Linked DNA regions of Gossypium hirsutum: region 2 is linked to region 1. A link is a contact called in public Hi-C data. All regions are on one chromosome and are shown on one strand. Each heading gives the region's core, a stretch centred on a gene start, on an enhancer-like site or on the middle of the called end of the contact. The rest is flanking DNA. Distances are from core to core; before and after follow the strand shown.

Region 1 (5,289 bases), core at 2,727-5,226:
TACCCCATCTGAATATCCTCCATGGATTGCAAGTCTTTTAAGAGAAGTGAGCTTATGGAATCCCCAATGGATCAGTCCTTCAAGAATTTCAGGTTTTGAGATTGTAAGCGAAGTCAAGTTTGTAGGGAAACCTTCTTCAGGAAAGGTTAATAAACATGGACAGTTTGATATCTCCAGTTCCTGAAGATATGTGAGGCAATGCAGGCCATTTGGTAGAGCTTGGAGTATACGGCACCAGCTTAGATGCAGCACATGTAGGCCGGTCGAGGGCAACCTGGAAACCGAAACCAGATTCCGAAAGCATTCGATATGCAGTTGCTGCAGATGGCTGAGCTTGTCCAATCCATCTGGCAGATACTGAATTTTTTCACACCTGGCAATAAAAATGGACTCAAGGCAAGTGTTGTTGTGAACTGAATCTGCAATGGATTCCAGCATTTGGCAAGTGTCTATCCGCAGGTGTTTAAGCCCCACAGGTAAGTAGCCACTTGATGATAAATAGGCCAATTTTGGACAACTCCATATCTTCAGATGTTGAAGCTTAACAGGTAAATCACCTGTTGATGATAAAGATGCTAGAGAACGGCATCGTTCAATTATCAGATGGCTAAGTAAAGATCTTCTGCTGATGTTCATACCATCTTCATCTAATAAACACTTCAAATTATCACAATTTTTTACCACCAACCCTTTTAGCGTAAGAGGCAAGTTGTCGTGTGAAAATGACAACAGTTTCGGGCATTTTACAATCTCTAGCTCCCTAAGGGATGTAAGATTGTACATAGTTGCAGATAACTTCTCTAATTTTTCACAATGCTTGATTCTTAGATGTTCAAGACTGCAAAGTGTTTCCATTTGTCGCACCTCTTCTTTTTGCTCTCCTATGGATATCCCCATTGAAACAAGTTGAGAACAGTTCAAGATTTCCAAATTCCGGAGGAAACTTGATTGTGCTAACCATCCTGCTCCATTGTGGCACAAGGAAGGAAGCTCTCTACAACCACCGACCCGAAGAAACTCGGTTTGTGATAAGCCTAACATCAACCCTTTTAAACAAGAAAACCATGTGATATTTGAGAGAGTGGCCTTCTTGATTGAGCAAAGGTCAAGAGAGCCATCATGTCTCACTCTTTTGCAGCCAACAATTTCTATTTCATACAACCTGGAATGCTTTGGAACTGAAACTTCCAATAGTTGACAGTCATGGATCACAAGCTTTTCCAAGCAAGGAAGATAGTTTGGTAAGCTTCCCAACAGTTTGGGGCATTTCTTGACAGAGAGATCACGGAGGCAATTGAAGTTTCCGGTTTTCTCATCGGCTTGGTATGTATTCCACTCCTTCAACTCTGGCATTTCTTCGAAACGAAGAATCTCTAATGCCGGAAATGCATTTGAGCAATTTTCTCCATAGAACTCAACACCTATCTTATTGACATAATCCATTCCTTTGACATAAAGGGCCTTCAAAAACGGCAGTTGTCCAAGTGCTGGTAATGAAGTACACTTGTGGCAATGTTCAAACTCTAAGAACATTAAATTTTTTAATGAACAATCTCCGACCCATGTTGGGAATGTCTGACCACCATAACACTTGATGGAGAGTTTCTTAAGTTTCTTATGCGGTTGAAGTAAGCCCAACACTTCTTTTTCGACTCCTGCGTTTTGTAAATCACCTTTCACGTCCGCACTCCACTTCAATTCTAGATCATCAAGGCTGAACTTACTGAACAACATAGCCTCCGTTGCATCTTGAGCATTGACAAGATGTTCCAATCCTGAGATAGAAAGTTGACCTTTGAGATAAGATAAATTCTTCAGCTCCCTTATCTGATATCCAACACCTTGGCCTATAACAAAGTTGGACAATGACTGGAGACCAATCAATTCACCGATTCCAAACGGCATCCGTTCAATTGAATTTGCATCAGTAATATCAAGATGCTGTAGATTGGCTAAAAGTCTCAAATCAGATGGTAAGTGTTTAAGGCGATCGCAGCCTCTCAACAACAATGTCTGTAAGTTAAAGAGTGTACATATAGATTCAGGGAGGCTTTTGATTTTTGTGTAAGAGAAGTTAAGGTAGCGGATATGTGTCAGATCACCAATTGAATCTGGTAGCTTGGTGAGGTAGTACCCTTCGAGAGAAAGCACTCTTAAGCGTCTCAATCTCGGCAACAAATCGATAAGAACACTGTTAGATAGGTAGCAGTCTCCATCATTTGGCAACATAAATGACATAAATGTTCGTAAATGCTCTGCATCACCGACTGTATGGAACCTTTTGAATCCATTATACCTACTTCCGACGAAGGATGAGTATCGAGCACAGCTCAAAATTTTCTCATCACCCTCTAGTCTAAAGCATATGTCTCCTGCAACCGATCGAGCTAGATCATTGATGAGGTCATGCATCATGAACTGAGATTTATTCCTGCTACATCTTTGAAAGAAAGACCTTGACACAAGATCTTGAAAGTACATGCTACCTAGTTTTTTGATTTGCAGCCTTTTAGTGTTTACTTGTTGCAACATTCCTTCTGCCATCCATAACAGCACTACTTCCTCCTCTCCAAACTCATAGTCTTTAGGGATAATTGAGCAATACGAAAAACATTGTTTTAGATGTTGTGGAAGGTGATAGTAGCTCAGCCTTAGAGCTGGAATTATGCCACTTTGCTCTTCTGATGAATTCCATATCTCATTCTCCAATACATCTTTCCATGCATCTGGATCAACACGAGTTCGAAGCAGGCCTCCAATTGTTTTAGCTGCTAAGGGCAAGCCTTTACACTCCTTCACAATCTGTTCTCCAAGTTCTTTCAAGTCCAAATGACCACTGAAATCTTTGGCTCCTATGGAATGTTGAGCTAAAATGAACAAACAATCATCATTTGACAGTTCTTTCAGTGAGTAATCCGGAACCGTTTTCATAACTGATGAGACGTTCTGGTTTCGCGTTGTCATAAGAATCTTGCTTCTCGAATCCCCTACTTCGAAAGGAGATCGAAGGATGGTCCAATCATTGTAACTCATATTCCAAATATCATCCAAAACAAGCAGAAATTTCTTTTTGGACAGCTTCTCCTTCAATTTGACTTGAAGCAAATTCAGATTATTTACATCATTGCAAGATGCATCACAAGTGACCGACTGCAAAATCGATTTTGTTATCCTAACGATATTGAAATCTTCAGAAACACACACCCATGCTTTGACGTCGAAAAGATCTTGGACCCTATTATCATTGTAAACTAGTTGAGCAAGAGTTGTCTTACCAATTCCTCCAATGCCAACAATGGGGACGACAGAAACTTGAACATCAGTATCACCATCCATTAAAAGCAAATCAATCACTACATTTTTATCATATTCTCTACCATAAACAAGAGCTTCATTCACCAAAGAACTTGTTGGTGGTCTTTCAACTCTCTTAGGCCTACCAACATCGAACTCTCTTAATTGCAACTCATTTTTCCAAGTGACCAAATCATCCAATCTAGAACTAATGGCTTTAGTCTTGTTCATCATCTTATATCTAAACAAGAAAGCATTCGGACCAAAACTTGCAGTGAAGCTATGAATGATCTTCCTTACCTTACTTCGGTGCGCTTGTTGATCTTTCGTTAACTTGTTACGAAGAGCTTCTGTAGCAAACTCGTCCAAGATGTCGTCGACATCAAAAGCCAAGTCTCGGAGCTTGGACAACCACATCTTCACATGCTGGTCCTTCAATTGCTTCTCCTCTGCATCAGCAAGCACTGCATGGACAGTCCTCAGTACTGTCTCCAGCTTGTTAAGTTCCTTTTGAACCTCTTTTTCAGTGGCGAAGTGGAGGGTATCAGGAGAGGTTAAGTTGGCAAACAAGGCCTCAAAGAAAGAGGATATGGCAATTTCTCCAGAGAAGTACATGGCTCAACCTTGAGCAGCACTGAGATGGGAATTGATTGATAATTCAACAGTAAGGGGTTGGATTAAAAGTGTGAAGGGACTTAAGACAGCTAGAAATTCTGTCATTTTCTTTTGAGTTTTCTATAATACAAATATGGATGGATGGACCCCCAGTGTTTGAAAGCAAGGGTAAAAATTGTCAAAGAATCAAAACTGTGTTGACTTTAGGGATGAGGATGCTTCCGCGTAGTAATGAATGACCAAATAATTTCAAACCAATTCGATAGTAACATTTTGTTACTTTTAAGCAATTTTTCTCTGGTGACACCAATGTCATATCCTACGCCCAATACACAAGTCAATTTGATGGGGTCCAGGCTTAAACATTGTATGATCCATCTTTTTGTTTTTAACAAATTTAAAATTTAATTCTTTTTATTTTTTTAAAATTAGGTCCAATTATTAATGTTTTAAATTTCTTTTAGTTAATTTTATTGATGTAACATTTTAAAATAAAAAAAGTTACTCACTTGATCATTATGTAATTAAAAAAGGCATTGTAATGTCAGCAACCTTTTAGCCTTAGCCTAGTGATAAGAGCATCATATTGTAGGCATAAAATAAGGGGCTGTGCTATGGTGTTGCCCCTTTCTAGCTGCTGTTATATCTGCTGCCTTGAAGCTCGGAAGTCGCCACCGTCGCCTCCAACTGCCGCTGCCGGCGTCTAGCTCAGGTGAGGCAGTTGCTGCCGTTTTATTTTTAACCAACTTTTTGTTTGTTTGTTTGCGTTGTAAAATGTTAACAAAGTTAAGCTGTTTGCTAATGTATTTTGACTTCTCCTTTATGGCTTTATGTGCTTATTTTTTTATGGGAGAGATGGGGCTATTTATTGTATCCATTTCCAATTGGTTTTTCCCATTTCTATTATTTTATTTTTATTTTTTAAAATTTTCCCATATTTTACTTATTTTTTAAAATTTTATTTATTTTAATATTTAGACTAGCCAATTCAGTAGTTAAATTGACCAAAACGATTAAACTGAAAACCGGTGATATGAACGATTATAAATAGTACAATCTCATGATTTTATTCAAAGATTAAGTGAATATGTACAACTAACCCTATATTATAACATTTTACTATAACAACTAAATTTATTGTAGAACTAATTTTTATGTTTTATTGTTACCTTTTATACCACATTTTCATATATAACAACAATATTCATAAAGTACTAAATTAATTATCTATAAAAGTCTTATGTCTCAAATTTTAATTATATTCTTAAGTGAAATGAAAATAATGAATTTTAGTTAAATATTATTTCACTTAATACTTCTTCATTTTGGCACTGGTCTATTTTCATCAATTTGACTCGTGTGTTTTTATTTTGTATATCC
Region 2 (5,711 bases), core at 1,632-4,131, 340 kb after region 1:
TGATTGGGTTGAATCCAAAAAGTCAAGCCTCTTAAGTTTGGAGGAGTATACTACATGGAAGGGACTTGTGTAGATATGGCACCAATTGGCTGTTCTGATGTCAGATGGGCGCCTAAGAGAATGGGTCAAGACAGTTGCGAATAAGATTAGTAATGCTACAGGTTTGAGTGTAATAATAAAAGGTGGAATATAAGTAGGCTGTCAAACATTGTGAACATTCAGAAATAGCTTTGGGTATGGAGTTGATACTTGAGGGAAAACCAGGAAGAAACACTCATCTTTTTTATTACTCGTCAATCGCGACGACATTGGAAACTTCATTCTTTGAATGATTGTTAGATGAGCTACAAACCCAATTATGGCACAAGGGCCTGAGATAGATGCATGTGATGTATAAGGCTGCTTGGGTGGGCGAGCTTGGGAAGGAGATTTAAGGCAAATCAACTTGGACAAACAGCCGGAGCAGAATGTGTTTGAACCAGCATACCATAATTGTGTTGCTTTCATTTCATATCTAGGGAAACAGTTAATATGCGACGGCATAACATGGTATAATTCAACAGGTTGCTAACTGCACAATTGCAATACCTTGCAACACACTTCACAATTACAGAGCTCCTCTTATATGCGAAGCTAGTGAAGAAAAGTTTTGACACAGACACGATCCTTCAACCATTGATCCAAGGTATTAGGAAGGAGGCTGAACAATGGAACACTAAATTTATGAATATTGCAAATATACCATCACTTCCATCACCTATAAGCGAGGAGTTTTACAAAAGCTATAAAACCAAGTTAACATCATAAGTTAGCCCTAGTCGCAAAAACTACATGTTCCTAATACGTACATAGGTTGACCAAAGTCATATATTCAGGAAACTGGTCCTAAGTAGTCACCTTCCAAACTCACCAACGCCTGAAATTCCCTCTCGGCCTCCATCCATTTGGTCCCAATCACAATAAATCTAACGATCACATCTTTATCAATCTTTGAGTGTTTGTCGTTCATAAATATACCATTCTCCCCGGGCACATAGTGGTAGTCAGGCATTTTTATGTGAGACAAATATATGTTTTGGACTGGTCCACACCTCAAAAACACTCCATGTTTTAGTATCTTATGTACAACCCCTTGCAGAATCTCTCCTCTGTACATCTTGAATGTAATTCCGCTGAAGACAACAGGGAAAAGCACATCCCCTGTGTTCTGTCTAACTCTGCCCTCGCCAATGCTCTCTAGGGTTGTTACAGCCATGAAATATCCGCGATCCTTGGTGGCCTTCTTGCAAGCAAATTCATCCATAAGGCGGATCACTATTGCCTTTTTGAGCATCAAGCCTTTGGCATCCAAGCTGTCAGCAGGAATTATGACATTCCAGGGCATCTGCACCTTGAGAAACATTCTGCAGAAAACAACATTAAAAACAAAAACAAAAAAAAATGAAACTCACGATGAAATTAATGTCCTTAAGAGCCAAAAAATGGTATACCAATCTTGAAGAATTCAAAAACCGAAAAAGGTTCACCTACAACTTAGTTTTCAACCACTTAAAACATTACCCAATTGTAATGAATAAACCCAACAATGCCCGTTTCACATGATCACTAATTCTCAATTCCATAAACACTGATAACACCAAACCAATAATCAAACATGAAGCAACAGAAAACAGAGAGTATTAATGGAAAACCATGCCATTTCCTTCACAAGAAATTGAAATTTTCTAAACAAAACAAGGTGAGCAGATTCAGTAGGCTCAATGAGCCACAACTCATAACTAAATTTTCATAGTCATTGACAAATCGAAACATTACCATTGAATTTCTTCACAAACAAGGGAAACCCTTTTAAAAGCAAAGTAGTTCCAAACGAATGTGTATGATTAACAAACTCCCAGATGTGTTATACCTATGTCGCTCTGACTCATCTCTTTTTTTGTGTGTGTGAATTATCCATGTTTGCCATACATCTGAACAAGGGTATGGGATCATAACCTCAAATGATCCTCCAAATGTAAGGGAAAAAATAAGAAAAAAAAAAGTGAATATATCATGCATATATGGGTGTGGGGTTCTGAACCTCCAATGGTCCTCCAAATGCATGAAATATTTGAACATACCGCGTTGGACACGTACCATATCCGGCTATCACACTCGAGTCCAAGTAACATTGATCTAAACTATCATCATTACATTACATGCCCGATTAAACAACAACAATAGTGATAATCCATAAACACAAACGAAGGCAATTCTCAGATCCGCATCCACACATACTACCAGGCAGAATTCGTGATTAAATCCTGAATATAGACTCTCACCCAACTAACCAATCTTCTCTAAAGAAAAACATCAACTTAATTCAATACAGAAACCAAAACATAAACTCCATGTTAACATCCTCTTAATATTAAAACCCACAATTTTATCATTAAAAAAAATTCAAGAAACGCAAATGAAGAGAACTCAACTAGTCGAAATCACAAGCAATTCGGAAAACAATCAAAGAACAAGAAGAGAACCACCTTGAAAAACTTTTCATCTGTTCAATCGAACATGCAATAGAATCAGTCAAAGAAAAGCCCAATGGAAATCACATATCTTGAACTAAAAATGAAATACTTTAAAAAGAATCAAAATTAGGAGAACAAAAGATTCAGAGCAAGACAAGGTAAGTGGATGAGGTTATAACAAAAATTGCAGATTAGAGGTGAAGCAAAACTAACCTGTACAATAAACAACGAAAGAGTGCGAGCTGCTAAAGAGTGAAACTGGTAACGACCTGTCTGCTGTGGAGTTAAGAGTAGAAAGAAAAGGAAAAATGATCTTCCCTGCCCTAACACTCTAAAATTGGGTTTAATTTGTAAAAACGATAATGGACCTTGGACATGGGCCTATTTTTAAAAGAATGTCACAAATTCCGGTCTACTGTATTTCTCTCTTTTTTTTTCTTTTTAGTCCCTAATTTTTTTGTTTTATATCGATTTAAAGCTTTTTGCTTTTTCCTTTGAAAATTCAAGTTAGAATTATAATTCAATCAGTTTATTCTTGATTCAACCCTACTATACGTAGACGTATAGTTACCCATCAAAAAGCAATGAGGGTGTACTCAAGAGGTGACGTAAACGTTTTATTCTTGATGAGATTTAAATCCCTGACCTATATTATTGTTGGGTATATGATACCATTGGAGCTTCTTGGGAATGCCAATCTGATTCCTCAACAAATCCATCTATGATTTGACGAAAAGAAATTCCCTATAATTTTTTATCTACATTGCCAAGCAATGATTTAAATAATTTATGTGGAGCTAATATTTTTAAGTTAAAAGCTCTAAGATAGAAAGAAGGGTAAAGTCTAAATTGCAATCGCGAATTTATTTATAGAAACGATGGGAAGTGTCACATGCATTACATAAAGCATCACTTTGGTTGTAAATATGAATTTGATAATATTTCAAAGAATTTGACGATTTAGATATTACATAACAAATAAAATACTGTGAATAATTTATAGTTGTCTTTTTCATCATGCCTATCATATTTAAAAGAGTATAATCAAGAGATTTGTGCAAAGTCTACTAAAGCTTAATACTTTATTCAAATTATGTACAAGCCTAATAATTTTTTTTAATTATAATATACTTTTATTTTTAATTAGTATTAAACCTAAACTTTAAATATAAATAGTTTAAATATGAAAATTAAGTTATTTTTTATTAGGTAAAAAGTAAGACCCAAGTTGAATTTTTAACTGAAATAGAGTTTAAGCTCTAGAAACAAAACTTGAATTTAAATTTAAATTCAAGTTTTGCTCGAGTTTTTTAGTGATTACATTTATCAACTTCTAATCAAATAAAACATTCTGATAAACATCATAACTATCATAATAGTATTCATTATATACCTTACATAAAAGATTACATCCATAACCATAATCTAAATCATTTATTAGAAATAAAAGATTACATCCGTAACCATAATCTAAATCATTTATTAGCATTCTACTTTATTCGCAAGCTCAACATAAAGATTAATATAATTTTGATCCCTAAACTTAATAATTAGATCCATTTTAGTATATATATTAACTTTAGTAATTAAAGTTGCCAATTACGTTCACTTAATCCCTAAAATATTTAAAATATATATAAAAATTTAATAATGTAACACTTTAAAATTATGTCATATCATTACTTAAAAAAATTGAATCTAATGACATAACACAATTTCAAAGTGCCACGTTATCAAACTTTTACACTTTCAAATTTCAAATTTAGTAATCAAAATAGATCCAAATACCAAAGTATCAAAATAAACTAAAAAAAAAAAAAGTAAATATCAAAGTGGGCCAAAATTCTAGTGAGGAAGCCACATGCTACTTACCAGAGCTCTTTTAACTCGTTCCAAATCCATAAATGTCGAATACAAATGAGTCGGTCCGAGTATGCAATTTTTTTCCCTTTTTTTTTTTAAAAAAAATGTATATATTTGAAAGCTTAAAATCTCAAACTCAAGTTTGAATGTATGGCGAGTATCTTAGGAAAAATGAAAGCCAGGTAACATAGCACCAAAGGCTCAAAACAGCTGTACTTGGCCATGGTATGGTTTCCATCTCATATACACAACTCAAATGTGATTATGTAAACATACAAAGAGAACAGAGTGATTTAAAGATGCCATAAAGAAGGATGAAAGCAAATCCAGTTGTTTTCTCTTACAAGGGAGTGATGAACTTATATTCACACAAACGGGCTGATGCATATTTGCCATTTTCTCCTACGTCAAGCTGGATTTCAAGTCAACGCTTTCTCCTACTTCAAGCCGATTCTGGGTCGAACTACAGCCTATGCAGAAGACTTGGGTATCTTATACTGCTTCTTGACAAACTGGGATGCCTCTGAATCAGCCCTGTGGCATAATATTCTCAGTAGAGTCTGGTTATCAGCACCTAGTTTGCCACTTGAAGATCTCAAGTCCTCCACCAATTCTCGAGTCTGCAAATGATTAAGTCCAAAAAAATTAACATCATATCTCCGATAAATTTGAAAAATACTCGTTTGCAGAAAATCTAAAAGATAGTCCTTTGCAGGAAAAAGAACTGGATTAAAAATAAATAAACACTGAAACAGGAGATAAATGTAGTCACTATGGTCAGAATATTTTTATTTGTTATTAAACTACCAGGTAAGAATTTCTCATTTTCTTAATCTTTCACCATAGCACTGGTAGCCTATGTTTCTAACTTTTTTCATTTTTCTTTAAAGATCCTGGTCCGACATCTGTGCTCAATGGATATTGGACATGAATATGGGAAATATAACCCTCCAAAGACCATCCAAACACATGGAATGACTTCAAAAAAGTAAAACATACTCGTATGGGATACATGCTCGTATCAGGCACTCACCCGATATTAAGATAGCTAGTAGCAAATGTACCTCCCACCATTTTGAAAAGGGAGATTTGAGACAATAATAGTCAAAGGCAGCATATCTTACCTCCAATCCGTGCAACTTTACAACAAGCCGAACACGAGCAACTTGATTTTCAACGACTCCTCGAGGAAGTCCGTCACCTCCAGAAATAAAGAATTCCTAAGTAAACATTAATGTGAATAGATCAGTGTCAAATTGTGTCAAATTGCACACAATAGAAAATGAAATTGAAGCAGCAAGTCCAATCAGTTTATAGCACCTTTCGCCAAAATTA

What was found. Hi-C and Micro-C count contacts between places; a contact is called where the count stands out from the background.
Region 2: a Hi-C map of leaf shows a contact between it and region 1, with 2.0 times the contacts expected there. The contact joins the promoter of LOC107904797 here to the promoter of LOC107904809 in region 1. A contact is called at or near these places in 3 of 34 Hi-C or Micro-C datasets (leaf and seedling).

Annotation. Positions count from the first base shown.
Region 1 is chrD05:28,685,735-28,691,023 of Gossypium_hirsutum_v2.1, forward strand. It overlaps LOC107904809 (putative disease resistance protein At3g14460), which reads right to left and starts at 3,977. Exons shown (of 2, transcript XM_041094608.1): 1 at 1-3,977. The coding sequence starts at 3,909.
Region 2 is chrD05:29,027,317-29,033,027 of Gossypium_hirsutum_v2.1, forward strand. It overlaps LOC107904797 (DNA-directed RNA polymerase V subunit 7), which reads right to left and starts at 2,882. Exons shown (of 2, transcript XM_016831286.2): 1 at 2,727-2,882; 2 at 553-1,403. The coding sequence starts at 1,402. The coding sequence ends at 872. It overlaps LOC107904796 (protein unc-13 homolog), which reads right to left. Exons shown (of 26, transcript XM_016831283.2): 25 at 5,501-5,596; 26 at 4,539-4,996. The coding sequence ends at 4,847.